Regions from separate parts of the Mus musculus genome. Here region 2 is linked to region 1. The links are chromatin contacts, called in public HiChIP or PLAC-seq maps. All regions are on one chromosome and are shown on one strand. The core of a region is the stretch at or near the end of the contact, and the rest is flanking DNA. Distances in the headings are between cores, read along the strand shown. Region 1 overlaps Gm38809 (a long non-coding RNA gene). Region 2 has its middle 19 kb from the start of Gm32190.

What was found. HiChIP or PLAC-seq counts read pairs in DNA pulled down with a chosen protein or histone mark.
Region 2: an H3K27ac HiChIP or PLAC-seq map of heart atrium shows a contact between it and region 1, with 6 times the contacts expected there. The contact joins two enhancer-like sites. A contact is called at or near these places in 1 of 15 datasets of contacts at CTCF or cohesin (the NIH/3T3 cell line), 8 of 484 Hi-C or Micro-C datasets (cranial neural crest, embryonic fibroblasts, myocytes and 2 more), 3 of 115 datasets of contacts at active chromatin or transcription factors (cardiomyocytes, heart atrium and large pre-B cells) and 1 of 9 other capture datasets (embryonic trunk).

Annotation. Positions count from the first base shown.
Region 1 is chr6:50,970,566-50,975,777 of GRCm38.p6, forward strand. Gm38809 (a long non-coding RNA gene) reads right to left here. Exons shown (of 3, transcript XR_869079.3): 3 at 2,819-3,497. Among named protein-coding and RNA genes, the nearest start is that of Gm38809, 17 kb to the right of the region's middle. Within about 2 kb of position 3,061, at least 19 of the 459 cell types and tissues checked have an H3K27ac peak or open chromatin away from gene starts, as enhancers often do. A contact at or near this core is called in heart atrium, where this site is marked.
Region 2 is chr6:51,079,151-51,084,362 of GRCm38.p6, forward strand. No RefSeq gene overlaps it. Among named protein-coding and RNA genes, the nearest start is that of Gm32190, 19 kb to the right of the region's middle. Within about 2 kb of position 2,146, at least 13 of the 459 cell types and tissues checked have an H3K27ac peak or open chromatin away from gene starts, as enhancers often do. A contact at or near this core is called in heart atrium, where this site is marked.

The sequences.
Region 1 (5,212 bases), core at 1,811-4,310:
ATATATATATATATGTATATATATATATATATTAATAACAATGTGATGCTGAGTCTTTTCTTGAGCTGAGGTAGTTTGAGTGAAGGTTGAAATCTCCCCCTTAATTCTGATCTCCTAATCAACACTTTGTAGCCACTCACTTTGCAACTGTACCCAGATGTGTAAACAGGCAGAGGGACACAAGTACGCAAACATCTCAGCACCCAGAGTATTGGAGAGGAACGGCTGTGGACCCTTGAAATGTGATCAAGACCGAGAGAGTAGGTAACCAGCCAAAAGAAATAACTCTTATCCGTAAAAAGTTCCACAATAAATCAGGAAGCCTTTTTTCCCCACATGTCACCTGACATGTTTAATTTGTCTGCTTTGACAGAATCATGGCAAGCCCAGCTGACCATTGGCACAATTAGAATGAGCCTTTGTGAGGAAGGGTAGGCTATTCCGCATAGGCGCGCATAGTGGAGGGACTCAGAGCAGGCATCCTGGAAGCGCTGCAGGCTAGCTCTGTATGGTGGAGCATGCAACCAAGATTTAGATGCCATGGATTTACAGCACACCAGGCCAATGGGAAGACGCAGTGCCTGTCATATTACCCAAGGCTTTTAACTTCTTCCTCTCCTCCCTTGTGTCTCCCTGGAATTCACCTTTGTCATAAACTCCAGGGAGTGATAGAAGCTTGCTCATTTTCACTTCAGAATTGTACTTATGGAACACAAGATTTACACCAAAGACAAGGAAGTGCTCTTATGATTGTCTGCACCCTCCGAGCCAAGGATAGCTGGTGGATTTATTAGTGTCAGTTGGCTAACACATCTGGTCATACGATTTGTTTGGAAAGGGCTTTTTACCAGGAAAAGGAATATACCTGAGCCTGTTAACAAAAGCTGCTTTTAACGCCTGCACTTGGTTTGGGAGAACAGGATCACGGTTGCCATTTGACCACGGTGCTGCCTACCCAGCCTGTACCAATAAGTATGCCTAATTACCAAACTTTCCATGGTACCAAGAGACTTTGTTCATGCTCAAATCCTTATATGGGTTAGCCTAGCTCAGCAAGGGACTAAACCATCCCTGTTTATAGATGAACACATTAAAACATGGCGGAGATCATGTGACTTCCCCACACTCACTCTGTGGCAGCCTCAAGTCCAGACAGTCTGACTCCAGGGTGCTCTTCCCACCGCTCGGTCTGAGCTGAGTTCCGTGAGTTAGAGGTGTTGTCTGCAGTGGATTCCTACCTACTGAGCACCAGGCAGATCAATAGTCAGATAATTGTTAGTTGTACACTTGTGCTTCGTCTTCATATTTGTTTATTCCTTATTTGGTATTTTAATATAATTGAAGTAGAAGACACATATTATAAGAGACTCAAATATTCAGTCCTGTGTCTTTTCCACAGTGATACATGCATGGCCAAACTAAGAAATGTCAATTCTAACGCAGAAGCCCCACTTCATGCTCCCCTTAAGTCATCTCAACCTCCAAACACAGAGGGGTAACATAGGGAACGTTTGATTATAAGCAACTGCTTTGTAATCTTGTTACTCCTTACATACATTGTATTTCCTCGGACAAGTCACCTTGCTTCCTTAAGGTTCAGTCCCCACCCCCACCCCCTGACCCCTATAAAACGGGAACATTAACAGAATCTGCATCGTGAGGTTACAGTGAAGTTCAAATGAACTGGAGTGAAGGCAGATAGAAAAGCCCAGGCTAAAACTACATCTTCTTCTGCACTCTTGGAGACTGCCAGCAACAATCAAGAAGTTAAAGACACAGAGACACACAAAGAAAAATTAGCTGACAGGAAGAGGGAGTGACTTGCAGCCCAAAGTGTTGTGCAGGGTTCTTAGAAAACCAAACCTATCCCAAGGCTCAGGAGAGAGCAGCGCTGAACAGCCAAAGCAGAGATGAATAGAGATCAAGTCTCACAGATGCAAGTGTGCAGAGTGAGCTGTTATGTGAGGCAAATGATCCCTTCTTTCCACTCACAAGTCCATATGCAGATGCACAGGTAGGCACGCGCACACAGCTGCAGGCACGCATATGCACACCATCAAAGATTCTAGCTGTCTAGAATAGGGAGTATTTTTTTTAAACTTCCTAGGACAGCAAGAAAAAGAAAAATACTTCTTCCTATGCCACGGACAACTTAAGTTTCTCTTGACCTTTATACCTCATTAACCATTTTGGCCACAAAATGCAAAAACACTGCCTCTTAGGTGGAAGAGACCCCAGCAAATCACAGCCTTTGTTATAAATGTTTTTACCTGTTTCATTAGAATTTCCTAGTTCTCTCGGTATAAATCAGGGTAAACAGCTGGCTTAAAGCACAGATTTGGGGGAGGGAATAAGACACCTCAAGAAAGTATAAACACAAGATCTAGAACATGCTGTGTGTGTTTCTTTTCTTTCCCCAAGAAAGACACATTTACAGCAACAGCTTTTTTATGTCTGCATATAAACGCCAAAATAATTGATGTTATTGGAGTTAGGAAAGGAAAATAAAAATGTTTCAAGTAATATTAAAAATGATAAGCATGTGATTCTATTTTGAATAGCGAGTTGATTACAGTAAAGGACAGACAAGTTTAGATTCCCAGTTGGTCCCAACTGGAGTGAAGTCTGGCATATGTAGCTGCTATGTTATAACTGAGTTTAGAAAATCTTGATGGAGATAAGAGAAGAGGTCTCTGCTTGGTCACCAACCCCACTGGTGTCCTTACATGCCCTCTTTTGCCTTCCCCATTTTTCTCTTCACATTTATTATGAGGTAAGCAGACCAGAGATAAGGATGAAACCAACCACACTGTGTGCCTCAAGTTCTCATAGATCTTTTTTAATGGGGTTCAGATAACATGACTTACAGAGCTTTTCAACAATGTGGCCATATGGCTGACCAGGAACACTGTGCTTCCTTCCTGGGTGGCTGGCTGTGGGCTGGAACAGTACGTGATGTTCAAGATGAGGGAAAAAAACGGAAGCTCCCAGTACTGAGTGAGTGGTTTAACCAAATGAGGAAAATGGGAAATGGATGGACAGTGGGAAGCTGCTTGTTTGCAGCATGTGTCAGAGCCAGCATGAGCATCTGAAGTGGGGCAGATTTTCCCTCCAGCAGGCTTTGTCCCAGCCACTCAGAACCACGGAGATTGCAATGGGAGCTGAGTGGCTGTGTTACCTTTTAGGGATCTTGTAGATACCAAAGAGATCACGGTAAGGTTCTTAATGCCCTTGAGCTTGCTGTGGGTGATAAAGGATGCCCTTTGCAGGGCTAGAGGCTGTATGGATCTATTTCCAAAGCCAGTAGTCTCTGTTCACCTCTCAGCTCCCTCTATCCTTCCCCATACAAGATGCTGGTGATTGCCTCAGCCATGACAGTAGCCTTCAGTCTTGGCTGTGCCTTCTGCTGGGCCTGCAGTTCCTCATAGCAGCTTTAGTGACAACATTAGATTTGGCCATGTAGAGTGTTTCTTCAGGTTGGACCCATAAAAAGAAACCTAAAAAAAAAAAAAAACCTAAGCCATAATTAGCTCTGTAACCCAGTGAGTTCCTTTTTTCTCTGGTTCTCCATATTCTTATCTGTAAATGAGCCTCATAAGAACCACCTTAAAATTTGCCACATGTAACTCAGCAAATTCTTACTTCTGATGGCGCCACTTGTTTGACTCTCCCTTTTAGACTCTTGTTCAAGGAAGTCTGACGGGGGAGCTGATGATGTCCCAGACTTTATCCTTGGACACTTTGGAGCTGTGAAACCATATCGTAGGCAAGGACATGGAGTAACCACAGTGTTTAGTACTCTGAGACAGGAGGTTCATGAGTTCAAGGCTAACCTTGGATAAATGGTAAAACTCTTTTTTTTTTTTTTAAGAAAATAAAAATCAGAAGGAAAATAGAAAGGAGAAAGAAAGGGAGGGAGGGAGGAAATAAAAGGAAAAGAAAGGAGAAAACAAACCTGTAAAATGTTATGAATTTCACATACATATTCTTATATATGCATTTAAAACTGGTTTTGTAGCATGTAAAAAATGAAGACTAATGCTTGTGTTAATAATTTGAAAGTTAAGTTTTCTTTACTTTTAAGGCATCCTGCCTTTCCTGCATCTGATAGCTAGCTCTGCCCCTGGCTATTGTACCAATCTCAGAAGAACTGTCGATGAGGAGTGAGCCCACCCAGTGCCCCTCTCTACTGGAAAGAGGAAAGAATTTCCATCCTGTCCTAAGACAAGATCTGCTTCTCTAAGTCTACAGCTAGTCATAAGTCAACGTTGGGCTTTAGTTTTCATCCATTCAATGAGCATTTATAAAGTTAACTGAATTCAAACTTACATAATATCAAGTCAAGCATTTCCTCAGTGGATATGCATTTTGTGCTGTGTCTGACACAGTTCATGGATTTTTGAGGACTGGGCTTTGAGGCAACTTTGAAGCAACTGAGCCCCAAATTCTTCACTACACCCAGAAGCTAATGATTTCCAGAGGCAGACACCATGAAGAAAGCACTGGGACACTGGTCTGTGAGTCAAGGGTCATTTCAGGAAGAGAAGGTCACCACTTTCAAGTATTTCAGAGGTGAAAAGGTCACTCTCTAAATACCATGTCCTGCACACTGGCTCTTCACGGTGCATGCTTGTTGCAATGCAGGCTGGAGTTGTCACTGAGGCAGACACAGTCCACATGAGATTCTTTAGCCTCTACCAGCCAAGTGTCACTACTCTGTCTTGGTTGACCCCTCTGGAGACTGGTATGGATGACTGTTTTGTCTCCTGAATGAGTGACATCAGTGGTTCATGGTGCTGTGCAGGGGTCTGGGGGCTCTGAGTCCCTTCCAGGATTTGTGTATTAAAAATACCTTTATAACAATGCTCAACTGTCTACTCATGTACAGTGTAGTTTTTCTGGAGACAAGAAGTCAGACGATGTTTTCATCATCTTTATGACCAATAGAATCTGCATCCTTGTATCTAGAACATTTTATGATGTTTATAAGCATAGCCTGGTCACCACTAACTGTTAAGAATGTGAAGAGATCCCAAGACCAGCAAGCTTGAGAACCAATGGACTAAGTAAAACATCTGCCCCCCTACTCCATATCTTCCAAGATAGTTCTACTGTGTCTGTTTGCAGATAACTCTTACTTTTAGCTCCCAAATGACTTCTGTGCTCCCTGATGCACTTGGCATACCAATATGGCTGTGCACACCCCAGGAGC
Region 2 (5,212 bases), core at 896-3,395, 110 kb after region 1:
AGCACTGGGCAGAGCCCCAAGGGACAGATGTCTTGGCGGTCCTGGATACTGAATGGTGGCCTGTTCCCATCCATGGGCCCCGTGTTATTGCTCCGTGTCCTGTAACACCATCTCTGTTCTGTGAATTTCCCATAAAGGTATCAGATGGAGTGTGATATGATGCTCTCATCCCCACTCATACTATAGAAGATGTCTTCAGAATACCTCTTGATTTAATCCTAGTAATGTAAGATACAAATATCAAAATATCTGTCCTTCAAAGACAACCATCTCTGCTTCCTGTCTTCTCAAGTGAGTCCTGGCCATTTGTTCTGCTTTGTATTCTACATAATTCTTTCTGGCCTTTTGTTTCCACAGCTGTTCTGTTAGGTATAGTGCCTTTCTAGGTTTTCTTTCTATTAGACAGGCAAGGATTACATGAGTAGTCCTTCAGGCCCCCAGAGACAGGGATACTACATTCTCTATGTGTGATGTTCCCAGTATGGTATCTTAAGTGAACTTTCTTTTCTTTTGACAGTTCTCCTTGAGTGGTTGTAGTTTGTGGATGACCTCAAATTAAATGTAATACTGTTTGATTTCACCAGAGTAAGTAGTTGTTGCCCACTAGTAGTTGTGTTGAGGTCTAGATAATATACTCAATTTGGTGGATTCCCCTGAGATTCTTAAAGATGTAAAAGGACAATACAGTCTTCTCAGAGACACTGCTGGCCCATTTTCCAGTTTGATCCAAACAAAAAAGCAAGGCTCAGCAAAAGACATAAAACCTAACATCTCCCCACACCAAGTCAGGAAAATCCCAAGCCAGAAGTATAAATAAATTAATAGCACATCACTTTGTGGTGGCTCATTTCATGCTTCAGTCTATCTCCAGGGTAAGGCAGGGGGTGTGTGCGCGTATGTGTGTGCGCGCATGCCCAGGCGTGCACAAATAATGATCACCATGGTTCCCACTGAGACAAATCTGTGAAAATGGGTCCAACATGTTCTCTGGCATACTGTAGATCTCTATAATATGACACTCCCAGTAAACATAGATAACTTTGAGGACATGGTATGTAGCAAGTGCCATGTGTCACAATTAAAAATAACTGATGGGGAAACCCCAATACATCATTCTTAATCAACACAACCATGTGTGAGAAGTATATGTCTGTTACTTCAAGAGAGTGTGTTTGGAAGTGTCTGAAAAGATGAATGTTATTGATCTATTCAAAGTACAGAGGCAGCTGTCACACCCAAATAGCATTAGAGCTAGATGTTTCCTAGTTACGTCTTTGATCTTCAGCAATGATATTGGTCTGGGGATTAAGGATACCTAGGCACATTCATGTTGGCTTTACTTTCTCAAAATCTATGGATTATAATATTGTAACTTTACTAGAGTAATTATCATATAAGTGAATTTTTTAAAAAAAGCTAATAAAGGTCAGGGTGATGGCAAAGTTAGGACTGTGTTACTAGAAACTTAATCCAAATATTTTGGATGTCCCTGTTTCTTTCATAAGGATCCAAGCTTAAACAAAACACCATGCCCTATAACTTTCAAACCTGACCATGACCAGTAGGACATGTTAGACATTTTCTCCCTACTTTTGGGCTTGCATTCTAACAAAACAGAGCCTCCCCCACTTTGAATACTCTAAATGTTTGTCTACTTGGCTTTCTGCATAGTTCACCATATTGCTTTTATATATGAAGGGAGTGATTGTTAAACTAATTCTACTCTGTGATCTTTTTTTATAAAGTCTTCATTGTCTCCTACGCTCTTAGAGCCTAAATCAGTTTATAGTAAAATTCTGGTTACCTTTCTATGGAAAAGTAAAACCTTAGGCTCATAACTTCTTTCTGCCTCCAGGGAAGGGGTAAGTCTTCCTTCCGTGCTGTTTGTACATTGAATGTATTTGAATTCCATTGTGCCTTTATTGTAATATTGTGATTTTAAGGGGAGTGGATATTAAGGAATCTTTGGCAGAAGTCCTTGGTTTTAAAATGTTCCTCTACGCTCCAGATCTCAGCCATTTGTTTCTCTGTCTCAAGGCGTTGACAGGTTCACAACCCTAAGCTGCCAACTCTTATTCGTTTCTGGAACCTCTTCATCCTCCCCACAAACTGGGGGCTTTCTTGGAATCTCCAAGTTTCTTCTGAGACTCTGGAGAGAATGAGTCAGGGAAGAAGAATCTGGACCATCCTGTTCTCATTTGTTTCATACTCTTGATCAACACGTTTTAAATGCTCGGCCTTACAGAACTGATAGGAACCTGACTCTTCTCCAGTCATCCAACAGCTGAATCTATGAAGGTGAGACACAGGAGAAGGACGGCCATGGGAATAGCATAGACCACGAACTCCTGAGGCTGCTGCCCAGCACTGCTTTATGTAGAAGAGTTTCAGACACCTTGGCCAAGTCACAGGCTCTAGCACACCAGCTAGAAAGCAGGAACAGTGTTTTGCAAAGTTCTGCTCATGAAGAGTGTGGTCTGGTCTTTCCTTCAGTTCCTGGTAAAGCCCTTTTGTCTCCAGGTTCACCATTCCTTCCAAGACATTTGTCACTGGGAAACAAAGTCAAACTCCAAATAAGGAACCAACCGAGAGCCTAACACCAACCAACATGCCCATGACCAGCAGGACATTTTAGACATTTTCTCCCTTCCTTGGGGTTTACACTCTAACAAAGCAGAGCCTCCCTTACTTTGAATACTTTAAATATCTATCTACTTGGATTTCTGTACAGGTCACCAGGTAAACACTTTCAAACAGCCTCATGAAATGTATTATTTTGACATTCATGTTTTGGTGTCCTGTGCACAGAAGCAGAGTTCATGCTAGACAGGCACTGACTTCTCTAGACACAGGCGCTCTGTGATGTCTAAAGCAGGTATGTGGTTTTATACAGCTAAAGTCTGAACACCACTTCCTCAGGAGCAATTTAAAAACTCTTGAAAGACAGAAGGATAACACAACAACACAATGTCCGGTCTGCCCACCTGAAGTATCGACATCCACACCCAAGCAAAAGACCAAAGGCAGTAAGGTTGTCCTTTCACACTGGGGTTGGGACCAGAGTTTCTTCTGCATTAGAGTCCCCTTTCATGGATTTTTTTTCCCTAGTAACAGAACATGATATAAATAATTAACATGAACAATAAGTAGAGGCTGGAAATGCCTCAGCTGTTATGAGCACTTCCTGTGCTTTCAGAGGCTCCAGATTCCGTTCCCAGCATCACATGGCAGCTCACAATCAGTTATAACTGCAGTTCCAAGGAAGCCAGTGCCCTCTTCTCACCTCTGAACACAGCAAGTACACACGTGCTGCACATACGTACATATACACATACACATACGTGCAGGCAAAACACTCATACACATAACGTAAAATAACAAATTTTAAAATATTTGACAATTAAAAATTGTAAAAAATAAACTTGTTTTAAGTAAACACAAAGCAATGGCAAGGAGTCACGTTAGAACCAATGACATCAAAACACAAAAAAATGCCCACATGTTAAGTAATGTTCTTGTCGCCTTCGCACTCATAACATACCCGTGGAAGACATCTGAACCTTTTCCTCCATACTTCTTTTGAGAAATAAGTTGTCTTTCCTAGAATGCCATTCTTGTTGCCCTTAATTAAAAAGCAAATAACTGACCCAAAATGTAAAATATTAAAAAAAAAAACCTAGAATCAACAACTTTAAAGCACACACCCTCCCATCACCAATAACAGCACTTAATACACTGAAGAGAATCTGATCCCTTGTTTTCGGCCATTTCCAGACATGCCCTGTGATGTGGAGCCATGGAGCTCATTAATATAGTTATTTTAAGTTTAGTTGCTGGCCTCAATAATTGGAATAACTACTCCAATTATTCTCTACTCTTTGTATGGGCAGACCCAGACTTTCCATGAGGTCCAGAGTTATTATCGAGAAGACAGGAAGCTTGGATTGTGCGTTTAAATGGCTCAGTGATGAAGCCAATAACTTTGAACAAGAGACGTCCTTCATGAGTCTCAGTTTATCCATCCTGCCAACAGGGAACGGACTAGAAACACAGTCTTATCAGCACTCTTAGAGAAAGTGTCACATAAAAAGAAAATAATGCCACATTAGGCCCAGTCTCCTAGAGAACGGAATCAAAGCAGGAATTAAGTTCTGTTTTCTTTGGGAGGTGCAATTCCCAGGCAACTCAACAGAAGTGAAGGAGGGAGCCTAAAGAGCAGTGCAAAGAAATGTATGCAACCCTGGCTTCTGCTGCACAATGAGCCTCAAAGAAAAAGGAGACCAGAGGAGGGAGGGGAAGAGAAGGATGTATCTCTGTGGCTCTTTGCCATGTCCTGCTGGCCTCTGGTTAATGCCATGCACCCCAGCCCAGCCAACTAGGGCTTCCGTGTAGCAGGGATTCAGGTGTGGGACTAGGTGAGAAAAATCAGGAAATTCCGGCACAGTGGTTGGTTGGGAGGGCATCAGCTGCAGGTTGGCTGGGCCCTCCTAAGAATGGGAAGCAGGGCAGAGATGAGCAGAGGGGCGGCTGGATGACAGGAGACGAGGTTGAGAGAATCCAAGGATACCCGTGATGTACATGCAGTGCTGTTGCCAACATTTACCAAGGTGCCGACCAAATTGTCAAAGGACAGGGTCAAAAGCAATAACACTGAAATTTCTGACTCTAAATGGCAACTTTAGGGTGATTTGACTAAATACAATCTTTAAGTGGAAGGGAGAAAATGCTAAAAAGCCATGGATGTGTTTATACTTCCTCTAGAAGTTTTGTTTCATCCATGGGAGAGAGGTAGAGGAGAAAGTATTAGAGAATTAGGCTAGCTCTCTTGGTATTTGGCAAACCACCCTCACTAGGGGAAGCCTTTCCCAGGAGTAAGGCAGTAAGAAAAATTCACGACACTCTCCCCACAGGAGAGTACTCACTCAGCATCCCTGCTTCTGCCTTCTAGCTCTGATGTTCCTGGTGTCCCTTGAGAACCTATTGTCTGGCCCAGGTCCCTACAGTTCAAGCAGGTCTAACCCAACACCAAGCTCCAGAGGCCTGGACCACAAGTTCAGCCAGACAGAGCCATGTGGTTCATGAGTGGCTCAGAGACAGTCTAGGCTAGGACCCTCTCCTCCTCAGCACCAAGACCCAGGGCATTCTCACTGCTCTTAAAAGCTTAAGTGAATCTTAGAAACCCTGACTAACAGAGCCATCATGGGAAAGAGAA